3 separate regions of the Mus musculus genome follow, and all the other regions are linked to region 2. The links are chromatin contacts, called in public HiChIP or PLAC-seq maps. All regions are on one chromosome and are shown on one strand. The core of a region is the stretch at or near the end of the contact, and the rest is flanking DNA. Distances in the headings are between cores, read along the strand shown. Region 1 overlaps Dlg2 (discs large MAGUK scaffold protein 2). Region 2 has its middle 130 kb from the start of Tmem126b. Region 3 overlaps Dlg2 (discs large MAGUK scaffold protein 2).

Region 1 (3,247 bases), core at 48-2,547, 830 kb after region 2:
GGAAGGATAAGAATTCAAATAATTGTTCATATTTCTCTTCTTATTGCTGATAGAAACAGCTGAATGAAAGTTTACTCTCGGGCGGGAGGGGGGCTACACTCTTTTTTATTTCTATAACAAAGCTGAAAACTGCAACGTTCTTCAGATTTCATGAAATGGGGGAGTCACCATTTGTCCTGAACCTTAGTGCGCACCTGGAATACAGTGTTGTATTCAACTCCTCTACTTTTGTGAAATAAACCCTGTTTCTTTTATGCATAACTGTAGTTAAATGACGCTCAGAGATACTCAAGAACTTCCCAAAGGTCTCCCAGGAGGCAAGTGTCAGAATGGAAGTTTGGACTCATGTTTCCATAGCTAGAACAGACTTTTCCTCGACCATGTTGGGCTGCAGCTTGCTGTCTTGAAACATATTTTCACAGTGTATTTTGAAGATCCTCTAAGCCTCTTTCCTTCACACTTGGAAATCAGAGTGACATCTTCTCTGTCCAGTTCTGAGAACTACCTGAGAAAAGACCATTTAAAATTAGCCTTTTAGTCTAAAAAATAAAAACAAAATCAAAACAACAACAACAACAACAACAAAAACCTGTGTGCTACCTATGTAGATTTAATTCACAACACTGCACCTCAGACTGGGGTTCCATTTTGATATAAGTCTTAGTTAGGGTTTCCATGGGTATGAAAAGACACATGACCAAGGGAACATTTAAATGGGGACGACATTTAATTGAGGATAGCTCACAGGTTCAGGAGGTTCACTCCATTATCATCATACCAGGAAGGCAGAGTCCAGGAAGGCATGAAGCTGGAGAAGGAGCTAAGAGTTCTACATCTTTATCCAAGGAAGCCAGGAGCAGACCGGCTCCCACGAGGTTAGGGAGGTAATCATTGCCCGCCCCTACAGTGACCTACTTCCTCCAAAAAGGCCACACCTACCCCAAAAAGTTACACCTCTTAAATAGTGCCACTCCCTGGGCCAAACATATTCAAAACATCACGACATATTCAAAGAAATCAGGTCTGTTTAACTCTTGGGTGACTCCCTGGGTGAATCTGGCTTCCCTTGAATCTGGACCCAGCTCAGGAAAAGACTGTACTCCTGACTGGGCTTCTAGAATCTTCTCTGGACAGATGGAGGGCAGCCCAAAGTAACAGTAGGGTCTCTCTTGATTATTCAAATCATCAGTGCTTTAAAAAGAATCTTGAGAGCCGTTAAATATTCATGAAGGCATCCTTGCTGGCAGCTTCTCCATTGTAGGTAATTACAGAGGGTTTAAAATATCTGACGTTGCTTGGAAGCGCACAAAGCTCTGTCAGCTGCAAGCAGACAGCTGATTTGTAATTTAATTAACATCCTGGCTCATCCTGTTCTCTGTGGCAAAAAGCAAGCTAGTATTTCCTTTTAGTCGAGTGTTTGTCTGAAAAAAAAATTCAAGCTAAGTGCCTGGAAGAGTGGGTCATCTCTCACTCCAGTGCTCTTCTTGCCCATGTCCTGCTCCAAATCTGATTAAAAAAAAAAAAAAAAAAGAAAGAAAACGTCTTCTTCTCAAGTGTTCACTGGGCTAGCCAACATGGCTGCCTGTGGGTTATTTTCTTAAAGGTGCAAAGGCGAGAGAGAAAGAGAGACAGAGACAGCATCGGAGACAGAGAGAGGTCAGTAAGCTTTGACCTACTTTTTCCCCCCAGGTCTTTGAATAATAGATTTGCAGACAGACTGGGCCAGACAATTCATTCAACATTTATTGCGAACCCACTTGGTATCAGGTACTGCAATCAGGGTTGAACAAAAACAATTAGGGGCCTTCTTCCTACACACGTGTCAGTCCATGGGGCAAAGAAACATCACGAAAATGATCACAGAAATGTTGCCCCCCTGAAAGATGACAAAGGGAGGAGCAGTGCAGTGGAGGATGAAGACACACGAGAGAAACAGTGAAAATTATGTAATATCTGTCTCACTCTTTCTCTTCCCATATTCCTTCTATTCCTTTACATCTGAGAAGAAAGAGAAGCCTGATCTAGTCAAAGTGCCATTCAAGAATTTAGTTTAAATTAATAAAGTGAACATACAAAAAAAGAATCAATGAGCTGACCCATTCACTACACTGAGGAGTCTTTATCTTCTCTTTCTTCTGCTCCTTGTTGTCAGCCACCACCTTCTATACCCAGCCCCCACCTCCACCCCCTGTTTTCCCCACTTGTTTGTTCCTGAAATGTAGCAAGGTGAGAAGGCTGCAGCAGGTGCAGGGCGTGGCTGGACACAGGTTAAGGGTCACAGGCCCACCAAGAAAAATAGAACGGAGCTGGAAAAATGCCAGCTCTCTACTCACAGGCCTCAAATAAGTCAAATATCTACAATGATCAGACTTTATGAATAACACACACCCCACTTAACACGCCTGGCAGTTCTGCTGAACTGTTGGGAGAGGAAATAAAAGCCCATACTTTTCCAGAGTTCATTTCTTGAGCCTGCTTCCTTCTCCCAGCTGGTTATTTTCTGTGTTCTGAGTTGAATTTACATATTTCCTAGGAATCATCACTTCCTTTGCAGATTTGTTATTTATTTCATATTCTCACTGACTCTACACTTCTTCTGAAATAGGTTTTTCCTGTTTGCGAAATAACTCCTTTTTCAAAGAAGTTTTCTCTCAGCAAAGTCCCTCAGCCAACTGACTCTGGAGCGTTCTGGTTGAACATTATGGGAGATAAAAGTAAAGATTTGCTTTTCAACCCTTGGAGAGCTTAGGTGACAAAAAGAAATGAGATTTGACACAGAGAATACTGGTTTTCCGTACAATTAACAGAAGCAACTTTAGCAATTTCTACATATCAGGCTAGTGTAAGCAGAATTATTTCTTAATCTCAAACCTGCTTCACCCCATAGCTTTAAGCCTTACATAGCAAACCTCTTTCAAATTCTTTGCAATGTGTTTTCTGGTTGTATCTTATAGATGTACGATGTTGTGGTATCACCAAGAACTCAGAAGCACACATACATGTTCTGGCTTTCCTTGGCTTTTGATTTATATCACACACACCCACTTTGATCTTCTTCCCTACCTCCCTCTCTTTCTATCTCCATATTTCTCTCCTTCCTTGATCTTCTGTCTTGTGCCAACCCAGGCTGCTAGTCGGAAAGGAGAGTAGAGTACTTTTTGTTCAACAAAAGATAAACAGATTTTTATTTATGAGAACTTGGCAGACTTCCAGCTTCTGGATCAACTCTGATCTGCTCTGCCAGCCT
Region 2 (3,501 bases), core at 155-2,654:
TCTTGATTCTGTCACTGAAGTTTTGACAAGTTACTTCATCATAATTTACACTACTTTTCTCATCTTTGAAGTTGATTGACAGGGTCTTTCATGGTGATTCATGCCTGTGATCTCAGCATATAGGAGGCTGAGGCAGGAGGATTACAAGCTTCAGATTAGCCTAGGCTCCATAGCTAGACTCTTATCTCCTTCCCTCTTCCTCTCCCTCTTCCTTTCACCCCCTTTCCTTCACACACACACAGACACACACACAGAGGATACACACACATACACTCACACAAGGCTATTTGAATGTGTCACTCCACAATTCATGTATTAGATATTTGGTTCTCATATGATTAGACCTTTAGTCCTACGTCATCAGACTCTCCTTTCCTTTCTTTCTTCCTTTCTGTTGATGATGTGGTCTCTTTTCATATGACCTGGCTGTTGTGCTGCCATCTTCTACCAGAGTCAGGTTAATGTCTGCTCCATGCTCCTAACTTCTAGAATAGTAAAAACAATAGCTTAATTTTCTTTGTAAAGTTAAAAAGATAGATTGACAATAATACCTCTACATAGGGCTTTTATAATGGATACAATTATAATGGATATTATTATAATCCTAAACAATAGAGGTAGAGAATTAGAATTTTTATGTATGTCTGTGTGCCACATGTATGCATAGAAGCCAGCAGAGGGTGACAGATCCCCTGGAAGTGGAGTTATAGGTAATGAGCCACCATTTGGGTCCTGAGAACCATATAGTGGTTCTCTAAAAGACCAGCCAGTGCTGTTAAACACTGAGCAACCTCTCTTTCTCTGAAAATTACATTTTTCATATTCTTGAATCTAATTCATAATTCCAAATGTCTCTAATATATAGCTATGTCTGTGGATCATAAAATTTTGAGAGAGAACTTACAATAATCAATTAAATTTGTGTTTCTTGGAGAAATATGAACAAAGAATTTTTAGCTAACAGATAAGGGTGAATTCTGGTACCTCAGAGCCTGGTTAGTAGTAAATGATTGCCCCACAACAGTTTTAAGGAACAAATGCAGTAAAGACAGGCTGATCCTGAAGGCGAGTTTTGCTGTGTCTTTGTTATCAGAGATTAACATTTCTCTGGTTCTTAGGATGTCTGGAGAGGAATCCAGCTCTCCCTCTGCAGCTGTTCAGCACCTGTTGCTTCTATGATTCTGTTTCTTTCAATTACTCACTCTCAGCACTGGCGTGGCTTGCCTGAGTGGCATGTTAGAAATGAAGGCAGGAAGAATCTACTGATACAGGCAGGCTAAAATATTTGTTTCTCTAAACTTGGTCCAATATTTTCTCTTTGTTTTTGAGAAAGAGTGTCTGAGGCTTGGAACTAACCATGTAGCATAGGCTATCCTTGGGCTTGCCATGGCTCTTCTGTCTTAGCCTGTCAAGATCTGTACCACCAGCCCTGGCTTTCTTGGTTAGATTTCGATGGAAGATCCAGCTCAGTCCTGTTTTTCTAAAGTTTATTTTTAGATCAGAATTCTACCACTATAAGTTTGCTCTAAAAATCACTTTGGATTTTCATTACAATTCTCCTTTTAATGACCATTATATAGAATTTATAAAACATTGGAAGAGGGCTGGTTGTGTAGTGTGAGGAGGACCTGTGTTTAGAGTCCCAGCATGCATATAAGAAGCCAGCTGCAGCAAATGCCTTCAGTCTCAAAACTGGAGAGACAGGGATAGGAGGATCCCTGTAGTGAGCTCACTAGTTGTGCTGGAAAAATTGGTAAACTTCAGGTTCAGTGAGAAAACCTACATCAAAAATAAGGTGGATAGAGGCTGAGAAGGATACTCAATGTCCACTCCTTTTAACTATTATACATTAAATGTATAAATAAGTTTCAATATGAATCACACACATATGTATATAATCTTTGGATCTTATTCTAACCTCTGTATCTTGTTTTATTTCCTCTTCTTTCTTCCTTTCCCATTATACTGGTTTTCTTTTTTTTTTCCAAAAATTTCTCACTTCTACTTTTTATGCTTTCAAAAAATATCTAGAGTCTATATATGAAAAAAATGTGCTTTTTTGTTTGGGTTATTAGTTTTCTGATAGCAAAAAAAGGCATCAGAGAAAATGTATTCAATATGTTCACACTGGGAACAGGAGTAAATTGAAGAATCTGGTGACCTCACTAAGACTATCTTCAGGGTACTGACAAGAGCTGCAGGTTTGAACAGAGGAGCCAGAGAGAGATACATAATGAAGTAGTCCTGGTCAAGGTGGAGCCAGATGGGTCTTAGTCTATGTTCTGACTCTGCAGGATAGTCCAAAGAAGCCTACTGCCTGAGTGTATCTGGTGTTTCTCAGAGTGTGATTTCGTGCTCCAGGGTGATACCTTCTCATTGTAACAATGGTCCTCATCTGAGAGTGTGGTCTGCCTTTTGAGGATCTGTTGTTTCTGAAGTCCATGTGGATTATAGCTAAGTGACACAGATGACATAATCTCTGTGTCGTCAGTCTTGAAGGGAGATGGGGCACAGCAGTCAGATAAGTACTCCTTGAGTGATTATCAGGGTAAAGCAGTGTCAAGCTCTTATCTGAGTTAATATAAAGGAAACCAACACAAAGTGAAGGCTGAGATGTAGGCTTCTAGCTTGTTTTTGGTGCCGAGTAAGTCTGGTTTATTTTGTATAACTGGATGCTCTCCAGTTGCACCATTTGTCCTGAAAATGAATTAATATTTTCTTTTTTAAAATGGCTGAATGGAATTCCACTGTATTACGTACCACTTTTATATATTAGTACATATGTAAGTTGGTTCCATAATTTACTTATTGTTAATAGTGACACACTAAACAAGAGTGTCTCTTTGGGTATGCTCACTTAAATTCTTTTCTTCATATTTCTAGGAATGGTATAAGAGGTTTATATTGTTTTTCTACTTTTAGTTCTTTTAGGAGTCTCTATAGTATTTTTCAACGTGGCTTGACTAATTTATATTTACACTGATAGTTTATGAAAGCATCCCCACTTATATTCTTGTCAGTATTTTTGTTTGTTTTCTTAGTGATAAGAACTCTGACTGGCATAAAATTTCCATTTTTTTAATATTGTAATTGGTTTTGTATTTCCCCAAAGGCTAAGCATGTTAAAATTTTCCTGTATTTATTGATCATTTATATGTTTTGAGAACTGTCTAACTCATCTATCCATTTACTGATTGGATTATTTATTTTTTTGCTATTTAATTTTTTGAGATCTTTGTATATTTTGGTTATTAATCCCTTTTCAGATGAATAGCTTTCAAATATCTTTCCCATTCTGTAGGGTATCTTTTCATTTCGTTATTTCTTTTGGTTAATTTTATGCAATTCCATTTGTCAGCTCTATTATTTTCAGAGTTCCTTTCAGGAAGTCCTTATCTATACCTATATGTTGAATTATTTTCCTATATTTTCTTCTAGTAGGTCTTAGATTAAGGTATTTGATCCATCTTTGATTAATTTTGGTATAGAAAAAGATGGGGA
Region 3 (3,076 bases), core at 320-2,819, 610 kb after region 2:
CAATATTTATAGAGAATGAAGTTGGAAAGCACATGAGTATGAAATATAACAGACTGGACAGGGGGAAAAAAAGTCATGTTTGCATGTTTGCTGAAAACCTTTGATTTTCACACTTTCCACTACAGTTTGACAGGTAAAATTGAGAAGGGAAAAAAACAGTGCAAGGGAAAATAGTCTCAGGGGAGCTTTTCCTCTGGATTTGAGAAACCGACAAGGGATTACACATAAAGATTCGTTCTAAAATACAAGGTTAGCCCTCGCCTTGACCCTCTTTCACTCAGGCTTTGAGAAGCTGTAAGTGGGGTTGCAGGAGGTCTTTGTGTGCTGTGTTTGAGCATACTGCCCAACAATCCTGGGAAAGGGCAGCATTTCTACATTGTTCCCCCAAGGAAGGTTGAAAAACTAGTCTGGAGAACTGATTTGCAAACTGCTCTTCCTAGATGATTTCCTTTGTGTCCTTTCTGCTCATTTCCCATACAGTCTTCTATGCACTACGTACAAAAGCTGTAGGACTAAGTTCAGTTTGCATATAGGTAACTATTTGGCAATATCATTTCAGTTTGGAAGCACAGAGCTGCCGCAAGTCCCCATGAGTCTCTCTGTGACTAAGCCAGAGGCCCCAAGTCCTCATGAGTCTCTCTATGACTAAGTCAGAGAAAGAGAACAAAGGCAAGGAACTTGGCTCAAACCTGAGAACATTTACATACATTTATGTACATGCTCAGCATATTTTGTTGTGAAATGTGCCAATTTCTGGAGTCCTATTGGATGACTGCACTTCAAGTGTTTGAGTAAATAATACATTAGGGGATATAGACAATCAAATAATCATGTGGCAAATATGCCTTTACTGTATTTTTTCCTTAGAGGATTCATTTATAACGGCAAATTCACAGTGATATATGCAACAATGTTGGGAAATTTTGCAGTATGTTATTATATTCATACAATTTGTGCCAAGAGATCTACTATAAATAATCATAAGAAAATGCCCTTTAATGTATCACAACTATACATAGCAATGTTATTACCCTGGTTGGTCTTATTAGGTCACAATGAGAAAAATGCTCCTCACAGTGTTAGACACTGACTGCATGTATGCATGTATTCAGTAAGTATCTCTTAACAACTTCTCGGTCTGCATAATGTGCTGAGTCCTAACCATAGCTTATATGGGAGGTCTCTGTTCTTTGAGCATCTGAATCACATACTGAGAATAATGAGGAAAGATCCCCATTATTCCCAGACCTTTTCTGTTTTCCCTCTCCCTAGCTGATGACCTGAGATGTAAATGTCAATTAGATGCATTTTGTAAACTAGATTTGGGTTCTCCTTTCCTTGTGGTCCCACAACGTTTTGAATGAACCTGGAGAGAGTTTGCAGAGTGTTCTGGGATGTATCTGTCACCATTAGAAACATTCATGTATTCATAAATGTCTTCCAGGAGCTGAGAAATGGAATTTGGGGCCGACCATAAGTGAAGCATATTCCCTTTTCTGCAGCAGCCCAGGGTAGTTTAGAGGAAGTGCATATTTGGGTGTCTAATTACCATACTTAGTAAGGTGACAGATGCATGTACTGGGTAACGAGGTCAGAGAGTGGAAATGAGCACTTCATCCGTATATAGCAGAAATGGTGTAGAGAGAGGGATGAATTTAGAAAAAAATTTTGTGTGAACAACGTGAGTTCAAATAGGAGGATCATTTTGGGAAAAGCCAGAGGGACTGAGTGAGTGAACAGATCTGGCTCCAGAAGGACACATGCCACAGGAGTGGGAAGACACTCAAACCACAGGAGTGGGAAGCACCCTGGGGAGGGAGGGAGCAGGAAAGAAACAGTCTGGCTGCTACAGAAACAACAGAAAGCAGAGGAGGCCCCTGGAGGCGAACTCACCAGAGAGGCTGCTGAGAGGAGAGGCAGTCTGGAAAAGACACAGGGCTTAGTCCACCAGAGATGGAGTGTGGGCGAGTGTGGGGGCTTTTGATGCGAGAGGCAAGAGATTAGATTTTACCTGCACCACTTCTTGATTTGCCTTAATGAACTTCACAGTGCCTGGGAACTCTAATTGTACTTGTTTGGGTTTGCAGTTAAGAGACCTAGATTTAAAAAAAAAAAAAAAAAAAAAAACATATCTTCTTATGAAGGCCATTACTCTTCAAAAGGAGAGCTGCATCAAGATTTACTTCAGAGTCTTTATTTGGCCTCCTGGGCCTTAATTAAAAAGAAGAGTTATGTAAAGAGGAGAGCTTTGCCTGTGTTACTGAACATGGGGCATGGTGTCCCAGAGAGATTTATAATGCAGGTAGGTCTGTGGTTGCAGCCATTCTTTTGAAGATCATCTACAGCTCTGTCTTATAGCCACCTAAGTGCCAATATTCAGGGAGGGCAGGCAAACCAGACCAGGTGGTATGCCTCAGAGATCTTGCTTGCTCACTGGGGCATCATTTAGCTCCATCCTAGGGAACCACCATTTGCCTGGCTGGAGGAAAGGAGGAACGGTGTAATGAGAACTCAATGCTCTGAGGATCTTGTGCTACAACACTGTGTCATCTCGGGGGATGCAGTGATCCTTCCAGGCTGTATTTAGTGATGTTGGGATGTCCCAGCCTGGGATTAAGAAGTGTTTAGTTTTCCCTTCTCCTTCTCTGTATAATAAATGTAGATAGTGAGCCCTGTGTGTACAAATGGTGGGTGGTATTTCAGGAATTTTTTTATATGGTGCAGAACAAACCATTATCTCAGTATGTGTCTCCAGTCACACTTTTTATAAGTCACACTTTTCGGATACAAAGTTTGGGACTGAGAGGAGTTAACAGGTTATACTGGTGCTCTTGCTGGTTATTGGTAGAATTGGGCTTTAAAAAAAAATCCCAGGTTCTTTTAAGAATGATAGAGTTAAGCAGACTTTAAACTTGTTAAGGATGAGTCATCATAATGATGTAATTCTTTTTTTTTTAAAGGACATTTTATAGTTTTTGTCACCCAAGAAAGCTAGAAAGCTCGGAACATTAGTGATTTAGAAGTTACACATATCCCATCCTGAGTGCCTTGTGTGTGTGTTTATCATAGCTCTTAA

The links. HiChIP or PLAC-seq counts read pairs in DNA pulled down with a chosen protein or histone mark.
Region 1: an H3K27ac HiChIP or PLAC-seq map of SST interneurons shows a contact between it and region 2, with 6 times the contacts expected there. The contact joins two enhancer-like sites. A contact is called at or near these places in 1 of 484 Hi-C or Micro-C datasets (the AML12 cell line) and 1 of 115 datasets of contacts at active chromatin or transcription factors (SST interneurons).
Region 3: an H3K27ac HiChIP or PLAC-seq map of SST interneurons shows a contact between it and region 2, with 7 times the contacts expected there. The contact joins two enhancer-like sites. A contact is called at or near these places in 1 of 15 datasets of contacts at CTCF or cohesin (pro-B cells), 3 of 484 Hi-C or Micro-C datasets (cortical neurons, liver and myocytes) and 1 of 115 datasets of contacts at active chromatin or transcription factors (SST interneurons).

The regions. Positions count from the first base shown.
Region 1 is chr7:91,441,739-91,444,985 of GRCm38.p6, forward strand. The region is part of intron 1 of Dlg2 (discs large MAGUK scaffold protein 2); the gene reads left to right. Among named protein-coding and RNA genes, the nearest start is that of Gm24552, 200 kb to the left of the region's middle. Within about 2 kb of position 1,298, at least 42 of the 459 cell types and tissues checked have an H3K27ac peak or open chromatin away from gene starts, as enhancers often do. A contact at or near this core is called in SST interneurons, where this site is marked.
Region 2 is chr7:90,608,812-90,612,312 of GRCm38.p6, forward strand. It overlaps a transcript of Dlg2 not described here. Among named protein-coding and RNA genes, the nearest start is that of Tmem126b, 130 kb to the left of the region's middle. Within about 2 kb of position 1,405, at least 6 of the 459 cell types and tissues checked have an H3K27ac peak or open chromatin away from gene starts, as enhancers often do. A contact at or near this core is called in SST interneurons, where this site is marked.
Region 3 is chr7:91,216,957-91,220,032 of GRCm38.p6, forward strand. The region is part of intron 1 of Dlg2 (discs large MAGUK scaffold protein 2); the gene reads left to right. Among named protein-coding and RNA genes, the nearest start is that of Gm24552, 24 kb to the right of the region's middle. Within about 2 kb of position 1,570, at least 14 of the 459 cell types and tissues checked have an H3K27ac peak or open chromatin away from gene starts, as enhancers often do. A contact at or near this core is called in SST interneurons, where this site is marked.